Regions from separate parts of the Danio rerio genome. Here region 1 is linked to region 2. Evidence: chromatin contacts called from public Hi-C data. All regions are on one chromosome and are shown on one strand. Each heading gives the region's core, a stretch centred on a gene start, on an enhancer-like site or on the middle of the called end of the contact. The rest is flanking DNA. Distances are from core to core; before and after follow the strand shown. Region 1 overlaps tcf4 (transcription factor 4). Region 2 holds the start of tcf4 (transcription factor 4).

What was found. Hi-C and Micro-C count contacts between places; a contact is called where the count stands out from the background.
Region 1: a contact with region 2 is called in a Hi-C map of an unstated tissue, with 2.1 times the contacts expected there. The contact joins the enhancer-like site here to the promoter of tcf4 in region 2. A contact is called at or near these places in 4 of 18 Hi-C or Micro-C datasets (caudal fin, hematopoietic stem cells, skeletal muscle and 1 more) and 1 of 4 datasets of contacts at active chromatin or transcription factors (embryo).

What each region holds. Positions count from the first base shown.
Region 1 is chr21:1,800,273-1,806,897 of GRCz12tu, reverse strand. The region is part of intron 8 of tcf4 (transcription factor 4); the gene reads right to left. Among named protein-coding and RNA genes, the nearest start is that of tcf4, 190 kb to the right of the region's middle. Within about 2 kb of position 3,072, at least 12 of the 62 cell types and tissues checked have an H3K27ac peak or open chromatin away from gene starts, as enhancers often do. A contact at or near this core is called in skeletal muscle, where this site is marked.
Region 2 is chr21:1,606,427-1,613,363 of GRCz12tu, reverse strand. tcf4 (transcription factor 4) reads right to left here and starts at 2,138. Exons shown (of 20, transcript XM_073935633.1): 1 at 1,797-2,138; 2 at 1,553-1,680; 3 at 696-768. The coding sequence starts at 1,648.

The DNA of each region.
Region 1 (6,625 bases), core at 1,823-4,322, 190 kb before region 2:
GCACCATAAAAGTTTTCCATTTAACTACTTAAGTCTGTTCCTCAAATTAATTTACCACAAGACTTCATAGGATTCAGCAGATTTATATCTATATTTAGTAAAAGTACATGTGAATTGAGGGATCAGTGCTACACAAAAAAGCCCAAATAAAAAAAGCATCATAACAGCTGTCAGCTTGACTTTATTACACGTCGTAAGACTCAAACTGAAGTATATATTTCCATATAGTGAAAGTGCATGCGAATGAAGATGTTGTAGCTGCATAAATGACAAAAATATGAACCAAAAAAGCTTCATAATAGTCATTTGACTCATGCAATATGATTATTACCACATGGCACAGTACATCTACTATACTCACCATTTCAGTTATTAATTTGATTGAGATCAAATTATCATATGACTTCATATGAATTATACACTGAGAATCCATGTATATATATTTTGTTAAAGTGAAAATGCATGTGAATGAAGGCAACATAACTGCAAAAATATCACAAAATAAACAGTATGATAAGATTCTCATGACAATAAGACTTCTGTGTTCACTGTCATTTAGATTATATAGGCAATATATTATTAAAAGACATAAGAATGGAGGGATTTGAGCTGCAAAAATGACGAAAACGCATCATAACAGACACATAATATAGTATATAACTTAAGTGGACTATAATTATGCAAATTTCATGGTGCATTGTGTTATCGTTGGAGCTCACGTAGCTTCATTCGCATGCATTTTCACTATTTATAAAAGAGCAGTGTGTATTTTGGGTTTTACCGTAGACAGAAAGATATACTATGACAGAACATACACTTCATTTTTGTCTACAAGACACTAATTAAGCCTATGAACATTGATGATTTAGAATATTAAAATATCACATTAGAATATTGAAATATCACATTTTACATATAGGGAAATTGAATGACTGAATGTACAGTAAAGAGGAATTTGAGCTCTAAAAATGACAAACATATCATAATAGCTCATTATAATGTTTGTTTTTGGCCATTTCTTCAGCTCAAATGCTTCCATTAGCATGCATTTTCACTATATATTTAAAACAGCAGCATGCACATTCTACTAAATATCTTATTCTGTGTCTCTTGAATGCAAATATAAGGATTTTAGCTCTAGGAAGGACAAAAAGCATCATAATTATTAATTATAACAGTGCTTTTGGACATTTTTGTAGCTCAAACACTTCCATTTGTCATGCATTTTCACTTTATATATAAAACAGTATGCCTATTCTATTAAGCATCTCCTTTTTGTTTCTCCTTTAGTGAAAGTAAATGCAAATAGAGGGAATTGACCTCTAAACAGAACAAAAAGCATCATAAAGGCTCATTATAATGTTGTTTTTGGTCATTTTTACATCTTAAATGCTTCCTTTGGCATGCATTTTCACTACACATATAAACATACACATTCTACAAAATATGTCATTTTGTATATTCTTTAGTGAAACAATTTAAATAGAGGAATTTGAGCTCTAGAAAAGGACAAAATTCATCATAATAGCTCATTTAAATGTTTTTTTGGAAGCTGCTTCCAATCACATGGATATTCATTATATACAGAAATAGCAGCGTGCGCATTCTACTAAACATCTCCTTCTGTGTTTTACAGAAGAAATAATGTCATGCAGGTTTTTAAATGACGTCAGAACATTATTTTATGCATCAGACACTAATTAAACTTAGACAAAATACTGATTTAGAACATATATTAAAATATGTTCTACATATAGTGAAAGCGAATGCAAATAAAGAATTTGAGCTCTACAATAGGTGAAAATTCATAATAGCTCATAATAATATATATATTTTTTGGTCATTTTTGTGGTTCAAACGCTTCCATGGACATGCATTTTCCCTTGATATATGAAACAGCATCATGGACATTATATTAAACATCTATTTTTGTTTCTCCTTAAGTGAAAGTGAATGCAAATAGAGGGAATAGAGCTCTAAAAAGAACAAAAAGCATCATAAAAGCTCATTATAATGTTGTTTTTGGTCATTTTTACATCTTAAAGGCTTTTATTGGCATGCATTTTCACTATAAAACAGCAGCGCGCACATTCCACCACATATCTCCTTTCGTTTTTCCTTTAGTGAAAGTGAATGCAAATAGAGAAATTTAAGCTCTAGAAAAGGACGACAAACACCATAGCTGTTAATTATAAAAGTGTTTTTGGACATTTTCACTATATATATCTCCTCTGTTAGTGAAAGTGAATGCAAATAGAGAAACTTGAGCTCTAAATAAGACAAAAACATCATAATAGCTCATTTTAATGTTTGTTTTTGGTCAGTTTTGCAGCTTAGCTGCTGGCATTCCCATGCATATTCATTATATACAAAAATAGCAGCGTGCACATTCTGCTAAACATCTCCTTTTGTGTTTTACAGAAGAAAGTCATGCAAGTTTTTCAATGACATCAGAACATTATTTTTGTCTCAGACACTAATTAAATGTATGCAAAACTACTGATTTAGAACAAACTGTATATTAAAATATCAGATTTTTACATTCTACTAAGTATCTCCTTTTGTGTCTTATAATCATTCAGTCCACAGAACTATGAACTTGTAATATAAATGCTGATGTATGGATTATTAATGCTTTTTTTCATCATCATCAAAGAGCAGCTCCTCCTTTTGTGTGTCATGCGGGTTAGTAAATGATGACAGAATGTTCATTTTTTGTGTGTGTGTGTCTGAATTATTCCTTTATGAGTCTCAAACACTAATTAAACTCGCAAGATTGCGCTGAAATTACTAATTTGGCCTTTTTAAATTCTTTATGATCATGAACTCGACTTCATCTGTGTCAGTGGAACATGGCTGGAGGAAAGCAGCAAAATGACACTGGATTGTTCAGCGATATCTCACAAATCCTGACTGCAAATCAAGCACATGTTCATTAAGACGCAACCCGAGGTTCTGCAGGGTTCACACACACACACACACACACGGTTGGTTTTAAACAGCGTTCTCACACTCTGCTTCCAACACAAGCGCTGTGGACAGCTGGTGCGGGAGGGAGGCTGCTGCTTTCTTTCTTTCTTTCTTTGGCTGAGTTTTGGGACGCAGCCAAACTCTTACCTCCGTCTGCACACTGCACACTCCGACCGCTACCTGTCAGTCAAACCGTCACCATGGAGACACACCTGAACCCACACTCACACAGTCACTCACACATTCAGACGCACACATGCATGCACACTAAAACAGTTTTACACACGTGTACACACACACACACACACACACACACACACACACACACACACACACACACACACACACACACACACACACACACACACACACACAATCACAATCACAATCTCTCTCGCACACATACACACAATGCAAAACAGTCACACACACACACAGAGACTTGCGCACACACACATACACACACACACACACCCAAAGACTCTCTCTCATACACAAGCACACGCACGCACACACACACATACGAAGACAGTCACATGCACACACATAAAATACATAGTCTCTCTTACACACACATGAACAGTCTCTCACACACACACAAAGGCACTGTCACACATTCACACACAAGCATACGCACACACACACACACACGAACACACTTATAAAAACAGTCTCTCTAACAAACACACGCACGCACACACACACAGATACGTACGCATGTACGTGCATGCGCACGCACACACACACACACACACACACACACACACACACACACACACACACACACACACACACACACACACACACAGCATGAACACTTTATTATTTAAAATAACTAATTAAATAAGTAAATAATGAATAAAAAAATACATAAATAAATAATTATAAATATAATAAAAAATCGATTTTTTAATTTAAATTTTCTCTTTTATTTGAAAAATTTGAGAATGCATATAAAATATTTAGGTAAATAATTACTGTATTTATTCAACATTTAATATTTAAAATAAGTAACTAAATAAATAAATACATATTAATAATTATAATAATAATAAAATGAGACTGCTATTTAAATTTCAAATTAATGGAAAGTGTGAGAGAATATATATATATATATATATAATGGATAAACATAATAAAAAAAGAAAGATTTTGCTATTTAAATTTTCATATTTAATAAGGAATTGTAAGAATAAAATAACGTTTTTAAGTAATTAATTAATGTATTTAATGGATATTTTTTGCTTTTGATTAAAAATTATGAGAATATATATACATAAATGTAAAAAGTAATTAGGTACTTTATTTAAATTGGGGGGAAAATCTTTAATTTAATACATCTTATTTTTTCTTATGACTTTCTATAAAATACAAAAATTCAGGAGGGTTAATACTTCTGTCTATATATATATATATAGTTATAAGTTAAATATTAAGTTAATGTACTGCAGTTCTCATTCATTCATTCATTCATTCATTCATTCATTCATTCATTCATTTTCTTTTCGGCTTAGTCCCTTTATTAATCTGGGCTCACCACAGCGGAATGAACCGCCAATTTATCCAGCATATCTTTTACGCAGTGGATGCCATTCCAGCTGCAACCCATCACTGGGAAACACCCATACACACTCATACACTACAGACAAGTTCATCAATTCCGTTATAGGACTGTGGGGGAAACCGGAGCACCCAGAGGAAAACCACGCCAACACGGGGAGAACATGCAAACTCCACACAGAAACACCAACTGGCCCAGCCGGGACTAGAACCAATGAATATCTTGCTGTGGGGCGTCATTGCTAACCACTGAGCCACTGTGACACCCACAAATATAAATGAACAAACAGAAGCAAAAAACAAATGCATTTGATTTCCCAAAATGACTCAAAAGACTCCTTAAATCATAACAATCGTATAACGCAGCTAGTGCATAATCAAAATATGAAACCTTTATGATGCATTATTGAAGCTCTAATGCCCATTTACATACACTTAACATAGTTATAACTATCTAATGCACACACTTAACATCACACGTCTTGTTTATACACACACACACACACACACACATGCACAAGCATGCACACACACATACTGTATGAAGACACAGTCACACGCGCACACACACTCAAACACTCAAACACTCACACATTCATCACGTTGTGGGTACCAAATGTCCCCACAAGTATAGCAATATCAGTCACTTTTGACCTTGTGAGAACCTTTTTTGTCCCCCATGACAGAAAACAGCTCTAAAGTCAGACAAAATAAAGTATTTTGACAATTTAAAAGTGCAAAATGTTTTCATTGAAGGACAGAATATGCCATCTGTTGAGTAGAAGCATCTCTACACCTGTGGAAAATCCCTATAGAGATAGCTGGACAAGTGTGTGTGTGTGTGTTTGTTTGTATGTGTGTGTTGTGTGCGTGTATGGTGTGTCTTTGTTAGTATATATATGTGTGCATTCATTTGAGTGTGAGTGTCTGTGTGCGTGTAAGTCTGTGTGTGTTTGCATGCGTGCCTGCGTGTGTCAGTCTGTGTGCATGTGAGTCTGTGTGTGCATGTCTGTGTGTGGGTTTGCGTTTGCATGCGTGTCTGTGTGAGTGTCTGTGTGTGTGTGTGTGAGGCATATGCTCGCATGGCAGTGCAAACCACAAGAGCACAATTAAAAAGCACTAAAGTGTCTTTACTGCCATAAACCTGCGCCGCTCCGGCTTATTAAAGCACACAGACGGACGATTCGTCTTTATAAAACAACAACATCACCGCAAACACACTCGAAGATGCGTCCATAACACTCTCAGCACTCCTGCATCAACACACGCACACACACACATGCAAATGCACTTACAACAGAAGTAATCTGATCAAATCTGCAGAATATTACTCATATTATTTAATCAACAATACATTAAATTGTATTTTATTAAGATCTACCACTAACCCAACCCTCACAGTAATGTAAAAACAGTAAATATGCACAATATTATTCATGTTATTTATTAAATTACTCGTTAAATTGTAGTTTATTAACATCTAACCCTAAACCCAACCATCACAATAATGTAAAAACAGTAAATATACACAACATTATTCATATTATTTATTAAATTAGCTTTTAAATTGTGTTTTATTAATGTCTAACCTTAAACCCAACCATCACAATAATGCAAAAACAGTAAATATGCACAATATTATTCATATTATTTAATAAATTACTCGTTAAATTGTATTTTATTAGAGCCTACCGTTACCCCAACCATCACAATAATGTAAAAACAGTAAATATACACAATATTATTCATATTATTTATTAAATTACTGATTAAATTGTATTTTTTAACATCTACCGCTACCTTAACCCTCACAGTGATGTAAAAACAGTAAATATACACAATATTATTCATATTATTTATTAAATTACACATTAAATTGTATTTTATTAGAGCTTACCCTTACCCCAACCATCACAATAATGTAAAAACAGTAAATATACACAATATTATTCATGTTATTTATTAAATTACTGATTAAATTGTATTTTATTAACATCTACCGCTACCTTAACCCTCACAGTAATGTAAAAACAGTAAATATACACAATATTATTCATATTATTTATTAAATTAGCTTATAAATTGTATTTTATTA
Region 2 (6,937 bases), core at 889-3,388:
CGCGTCACCATATCAATGCACCGCGGGGAAATGATGCATGCGCAGGAATGAGCCGCAGCACTTCCTCAATCCACTTCCAGGGTGGAGGTCGTTTATTTTTAGTTGTGTGCGCAAATTTCAAAATCAGCTTTTGTGCATGTGTGTGTGTGTGCAGTGTGTGCTCTAAAACACACACTTTGGCCCCTGCAGGTGTGGCGTCCGTATTGCACAAATTATGCATGAGTGTGTTTGTGCAGAAAAACAAGCCGCCGCGCAGCATTTCAAACACCAACATCTGCCACAACAATCACCGTAATCCTCACAGCGCGTCAACTGTGACTTGCATGTCACACACACACACACCTGAAGTTGTGTGTTTTAATAGGGCAAACATCTGCACACACCTAAAAGGGATAGTTCACCTTTAAAAATGAAAACTTACACTTCAACTTGAGTTTCTTTCTTCTGCTGAAGAGAAATATCTGAAGACTGATGGCATGCATTGTGTTTTATTTCTATCACAAAAGTGAATGTGTGCCGTCAATCAGCATTAATAAAAATAAAACTGTTTGTGTTTCTCATGAAGCTTAAAAGCATCAAATAAAGAGGCATTTTTCCTTTTTGGGTGAACTATCCCTTGAAGCTTCCTTTATATTACACATGTGCATATTTAAACCAAGCTCATGATGAAGAGAGAAGCACATGCATTGACATACTTGATCCAGAGAAGTGTCCACTTCCTAGAGACGTGGGTCCGTTCTTCCCGCCGCTGACAGGAGGAGAAAACATCTACAAACAGAGATGACAACACGTTACAAGCTGGAAAAAAACCTTACAAACACACACATTTGATTTGAAACATGCTCAATTCCCTGCGGTATTAACATGCATGCATCAGCTCTCTCTGCATTTGATTGATAATATGACCTCAGATGTGACTGCACAAGTCAAAGTCTACAGTCTGCTTGGAATATTTTTGGAAAGTGAGGCTGAAAGGCACATTTCCTGAGTCAAAACTTGCCATTTCTCACAGGATGCACATTTAAGCTCTTTTGTCACTCAACCATCATCATCATCATCATCATCATCATCAGAAGAAGAAGAAGAAGAAGAAGAATCTACTCTAAACATTAAGGAATTCTGATGGAATTTCAAAGTGACAGATCAAAGGGGAGGGGGGGGGGCGCTGCAAGATTCGATCACGTTCTAAATTCCATCAGAATTCCGGTTTAAACTTTCTGTCAAGGGTCAACACAACATGTACACGAATCTATGAAAGAGCAAACAGAAAGAAAACACAAGAATAAAGTGGGATATACTACCATTGACGTGGGGAACATTTTCAAATCGCTGTTTCGCATCTATAAGACAACAGAATTACTAATGCAGCAACATCACATCTATCAAAACCACAACTTTCTGTTTGTTTGAGTTTTAGATTGCACAAAAGTCATCTTTAAACACTTCTACAGATCAATTTGCGCACTCTAACACAATGCAATGTGACAAAAGCACAGAAAGTACAGTGTGTGTGTGTGTGATCTCCGGCGTGGAGAAACGCGAAGTGACTTACCGCGCTGAAATCCAGTAAATCGCTGAGTTCCTTATCCGTCCCTAAAGCGGCCATTCTCTGATGATGATGGTGATGATGATGATGGTGATGATGCATTTTTTTTTTTTTTTAGAAAATATCACATAAACCTAAAAACATGGAAACAGATCGCAATGAGAAAACACCCGATCAGGAGGAGCGTGTCTGGTCTTCAGAAACACACACGCACGCGCACACACACATACACACACGCACACAAACGGACCCACGGCACGATCGAGCCCCCAAAAATTCCACTCAGAGTCTGTGGGATCAGAGGAACATTTCTGCACGAGCCGAAGCGGACGCGCAGGTGTCCGGTTGCGCGCTGCTCGCTCACGCGTTCAGATCAACAAAAAGTCTCTCCAAGTGTCCGGCCGGCGACAATCCGAAAAGCGACCGATCAATAACTCGGAGAGAGGAGAGAAGGGTGGATTAATAAAAAACGCGCAGATCTGTGCGCTCGTGGACTGCTTTATTGACAGGACGCTGAAATGCGCGTTCGCACAGCACCTTCTGCAGGAGCGCTCCAGTCAAACCCGCGCGGACGCACGCAACTTCTGATGCTTTTTAGGAATTATTGCACATTTATTTGAGCACGGAGACAGCTCGGGTCTACTTCTTGATCACTCGAAAGTAAACGAAAAGGCGATTATATAAAATGAGTGTGCTTTTTTCTTTCAGAGCAAATTGAAAAGAGAAAGAATCATAGATTTTGACAGTGATTTATAGACGACACGCAGGCGCTGAAATCTTATTGAGCGCGACGATAGTTTATATGTCACCAAGCAAATACTGCCATTTAAAACGCATTCGGAAATCTGATTTATGACCATATATATGTATATATGAACAGATATATTGTGAACATATATGTGCGTATTTGAAATTCCAACCGTTTAAACTAATACATGTAAAATGCCATTTGTAAATGTTTTAAATGTGTGTTGCAAACATACAGTATGTCTGATCTAACTACTACACCATATACAGTATATGCAATTTGCATATAGAGCAATATATCAGATTTCTATATGGGCTAAAAGACTATTCAGGATCACAGTTCAACCCTATGAATCTGCAATCTGAAAAAATGGCTAGATTTGACCTGTTTGACAACATGTCTTTCATACATTTGATTGGAAGCATTTTCAATGCATTTCAAGATGTGCATACTATCAGAATAATTGTGATTTGATATTATGACTCAAATATGTCTGCTATTTTTCCACAAAAGTTATTAATTTAATTTCTGTGCAAATAAATCAGATTTTAGGAATGCATCTGACAGAAACACACACACAGATGTCTCATCTTTGACCTGATATAGTGAGCCGCTGATCAACACTCTAGAAAATGCTGGGTTGTTTTGTGTCACATATGGACAAACCCAGCAATTGAGTTAAAAAAAAAAGTGTAAGTTATGCGAGACATTTACATATAACATTTCACACACAATGGTGTAAATAAAGAAGAACAAAAGAGACATAAAAAACAAGTATAAGAAATAAAAACAGTGCATTTTTGAACCTATATGTGCATATTTGCCAATTGTTTAAACTAATTAATGTAAAATGCCATTTTGGAAATCTTGTAAATATGTGTTGCATACATACAGTATGTCTTATATATGTAAAATCTAACTTCTATGCCTTTTATAAATGTGCTTTGCATATATTGCAATATATCAGATTTCAATACGGGTGAAAAAGACTATTAAAAATGGCTAGATTTGACATATTTGACAACATGTTTTTCATACATTTGATTGGAAGCATTTTTAATGCATTTCAAGAAGTGCATAATATCAGAATAATTGTAATTTGATATTATGACTCAAATATGTCTGTTTTTTTCCACAAAAGTTATTAATTTAATCTGCTTTCTGTGCAAATAAATCAGATTTTAGGAATGCATCTGACAGAAACACACACAGATGTCTCATCTTTGACCTGATATAGTGAGCCGCTGATCAAACACAAGAAAATGCTGGGTTGTTTTGTGTCACATATGGACAAACCCAGCAATTGAGTTAAAAAAATGTAAATTATGTGATATACAATATATATATATATATATATATATATATATATATATATATATATATATATATATATATATATATATATATATATATATATAACACACTGTTATTCACACACAATGGTGTAAATAAAGAAGAACAAAAGATGCTTATGTAAAGTGTAAGAAATAAAAACAGTGTATTTATGAACATACATGTGCATATTTGCCAACTGTTTAAACAAATACATGTAAAATGCCTTTAGTAAATGTTTTAAATATGTGTTGCAAACATACAGTATGCTTGATCTAACTCCTAAACCATTTACAGTATCTGCAATTTGCATATAGAGCAATATATCAGATTTCTATATGGGATAAAAGACTATTCAGGATCACAGTTCAGCCTCATACTGTATATCTGCAGTCTGAAAAATGACTAGATTTGACCTATTTGACAACATATCTTTCATAATTTAGACTGGAAGCATTATTATTTTTAAAAATGCATTTTAATAAATGCGTATAAATATATCAGAATAATTGTGATTTATGACTCAAATATCTCTGTTTATTATTATTATTATTTCCACTGAAGTCATTAATTGCATTTAATCTGCTTTTTGTGCAACAAATAAATCAGATTTGAGGAATGTATCTGACAGAAACACACACAGATGTCTCATCTTTGACTTGTTGTGAGCCGCTGATCAAACACTCTAGAAAATGCTGCGTTGTTTTGTCAAATATGGACAAACCTATCAGTTGGGTTAAAAAAATGCAAGTTGTGTGAGACATTTTTATTTATATTTCTAAATAAAAGTTAGCTTAAAAAAAAAAAAAAAAAAATATATATATATATATATATATATATATATATATATATATATATATATATATATATATATATATATATATATATACACACACACACAATGGTGTAAATGAAGAACAACAATTAAAAGCAACAAAGAATAAAGCAGATTAAAATGTGTTTAAAATTAATTAAAATACACAAACAATGCAATCTATTTAAATTAAATTAAATTGTAAAAAAAAAATAATAATGTTTGACCCAATGTTGAGTTAGAAACAATCTAGCATTTTTTTAAAGTGAAGCTCCAGGGTTCAAGCTCAGTCATCGCAAAAACATCACTTATGAACCTTTTAATCCCCCAAATAACCAAATCACTATTATTCTACTATGTAGACTATTAAATGTGTAAAAAGAGTCATCTCCTAACCCATCCAAACCAATCTAAAGTGGACAAACGCAAGTAAAATTGGCTCACGTTTGGCTGATGTTTTCTCTTTGGAAATCTTCACAGTGCTGCACCTGTAAAACACACTGCTTTGCATAAAAAAAAGCTTTTCTCTCTTTTTTTTGCAAAGTGTTATTCATAATGCAGAAATGCACAACTGTAGTTTAAGATGCACAGTCTTAATCATTTATTTTTATTTAAAAATAATTATATATATATATATATATATATATATATATATATATATATATATATATATATATATATATATATATATATATATATCAATGCATTCTTGGGGTCTTAAAAGCATAATGCTGTAAATGTAATGACAAATTATGAATATGATTGTATTTAATGACTTGCATTTATTCTTTATCGTGCATAAAAACAATTGCATAGTTTAAATATTTATTTTATCAGGAAAACAGATTTGTAATCACCTTTTCAAGCGTGTCCTGGAGCCTTTAGGTTAATTAATTTATTATAAATAAATAAATAATTTTTTTTAAAATGTCAATGTGTGTCAAAATGTCTAGATTTTTTATATGCATTGCAAAGAAGAGCTCCAGAAGTAAAGATCAATCAAAAGCTGGATATGCAGTTGTTAGATATGTGATGGTATTGATCCATAAGTGATTGATTCATTTCTCATCAGTGTTATATTTTTTCAAAGCATCATAATAGCAGCGTTTATGATTTCTGCATCACACACACGGGTCTCTTGCAGGGGTCTGATGTCTCGCTGGAGGACATGATTTCACACACCTGTGCCAAAAAACCAGCAGAAAACACACCACACGCTCGTCTCCCACTAACAAAGATGTGTACAACCAGGGCAAGACAGAACCTGCAGTTTTTTTAATGCAATTTCTGCGCAGAATTATATTATATGCAGAATGATTTTGGGAGTAAAAGCTTAAAAAATTAAATACTTTTAACTTGTACTGTATATATGCACTGTAAAAATCCTGAATTCCACCTTATTTCTTTACAAATCAAAGCTACAATATTTGATTTATGTTGGAATAACATGAAGGAATTAAGTTTATTAGATTTTACAAATTTAAGTAGATTGAACATAAAACAATTAAGTTATCCCCCAAAATACCTAAGATTTGTGTTGATTCAGCTCATTTTAAATAAGTAGCTTGAACAAGCAGCAGAAATATATGTACACTGAAAAAAAGTGTTGCATGTAGAACTGTTGCAAACAATATATTTGTGTTGAATTTAAACAAACAAATTAAGTTTAATAATGTTCAACTTAATTTTTTTGCTTAAATTCAACACAAATAAATTGTTTACAACCACTTAACGTGAAAAAATTGAGTAAATCCAAGGAGTCATCTTTGAATAATTTTTTGCAGTGTATTTTGAGTGTTTAAGGTTTACTATGAATATTCAATTCAATCCACTTGTTTAATGCAAGACTCGCATACACTCAAAAGATTCATTTAACGATACAGCTTTCAAATGAATATTTTCAGTCTTTTAGTTTTAGATCAGGGGTTCTCAACTGGTTTGGCCATGGGACCCACATTTTTACATGGTCATCAACCCAAATATTTAGGAACTATAATATAATTTTAGGAATTACAATTAATTTGTTAACATACACAACTAGTGACATATAAATCATAAAAAAATCACCAAGGCTTACAAATAAACAATATTTTACTGCTGTCATTTAACAAAATGGATTAAATTATAGAAATATTACAGAGTAAAAACGTCAAAACAGTGTTTATGGTAAGGAAAAGTTCAGTTAACATTAACTAAACTGAACTGGACGACGCAGTGGAGCAGTGGGTAGCACGTTCGCCTCACATCAAGAAGGTCGCTGGGTTGCTGGTTCGAGCCTCGGCTCAGTTGGCGTTTCCGTGTAGAGTTTGCATGTTCTCTCTGCGTTCGCGTGGGTTTCATCCGGGTTTCATCACAGTCCAAACACATGCGGTACAGGTGAATTGGGTAGACTAAATTGTCCATAGTGTATGAGTGTGTGTGGATGTTTCCCAGAGATGGGTTGCGGCTGGAAGGGCATCCGCTGCGTAAAAACTTGCTGGATAAGTTGGCGGTTCAT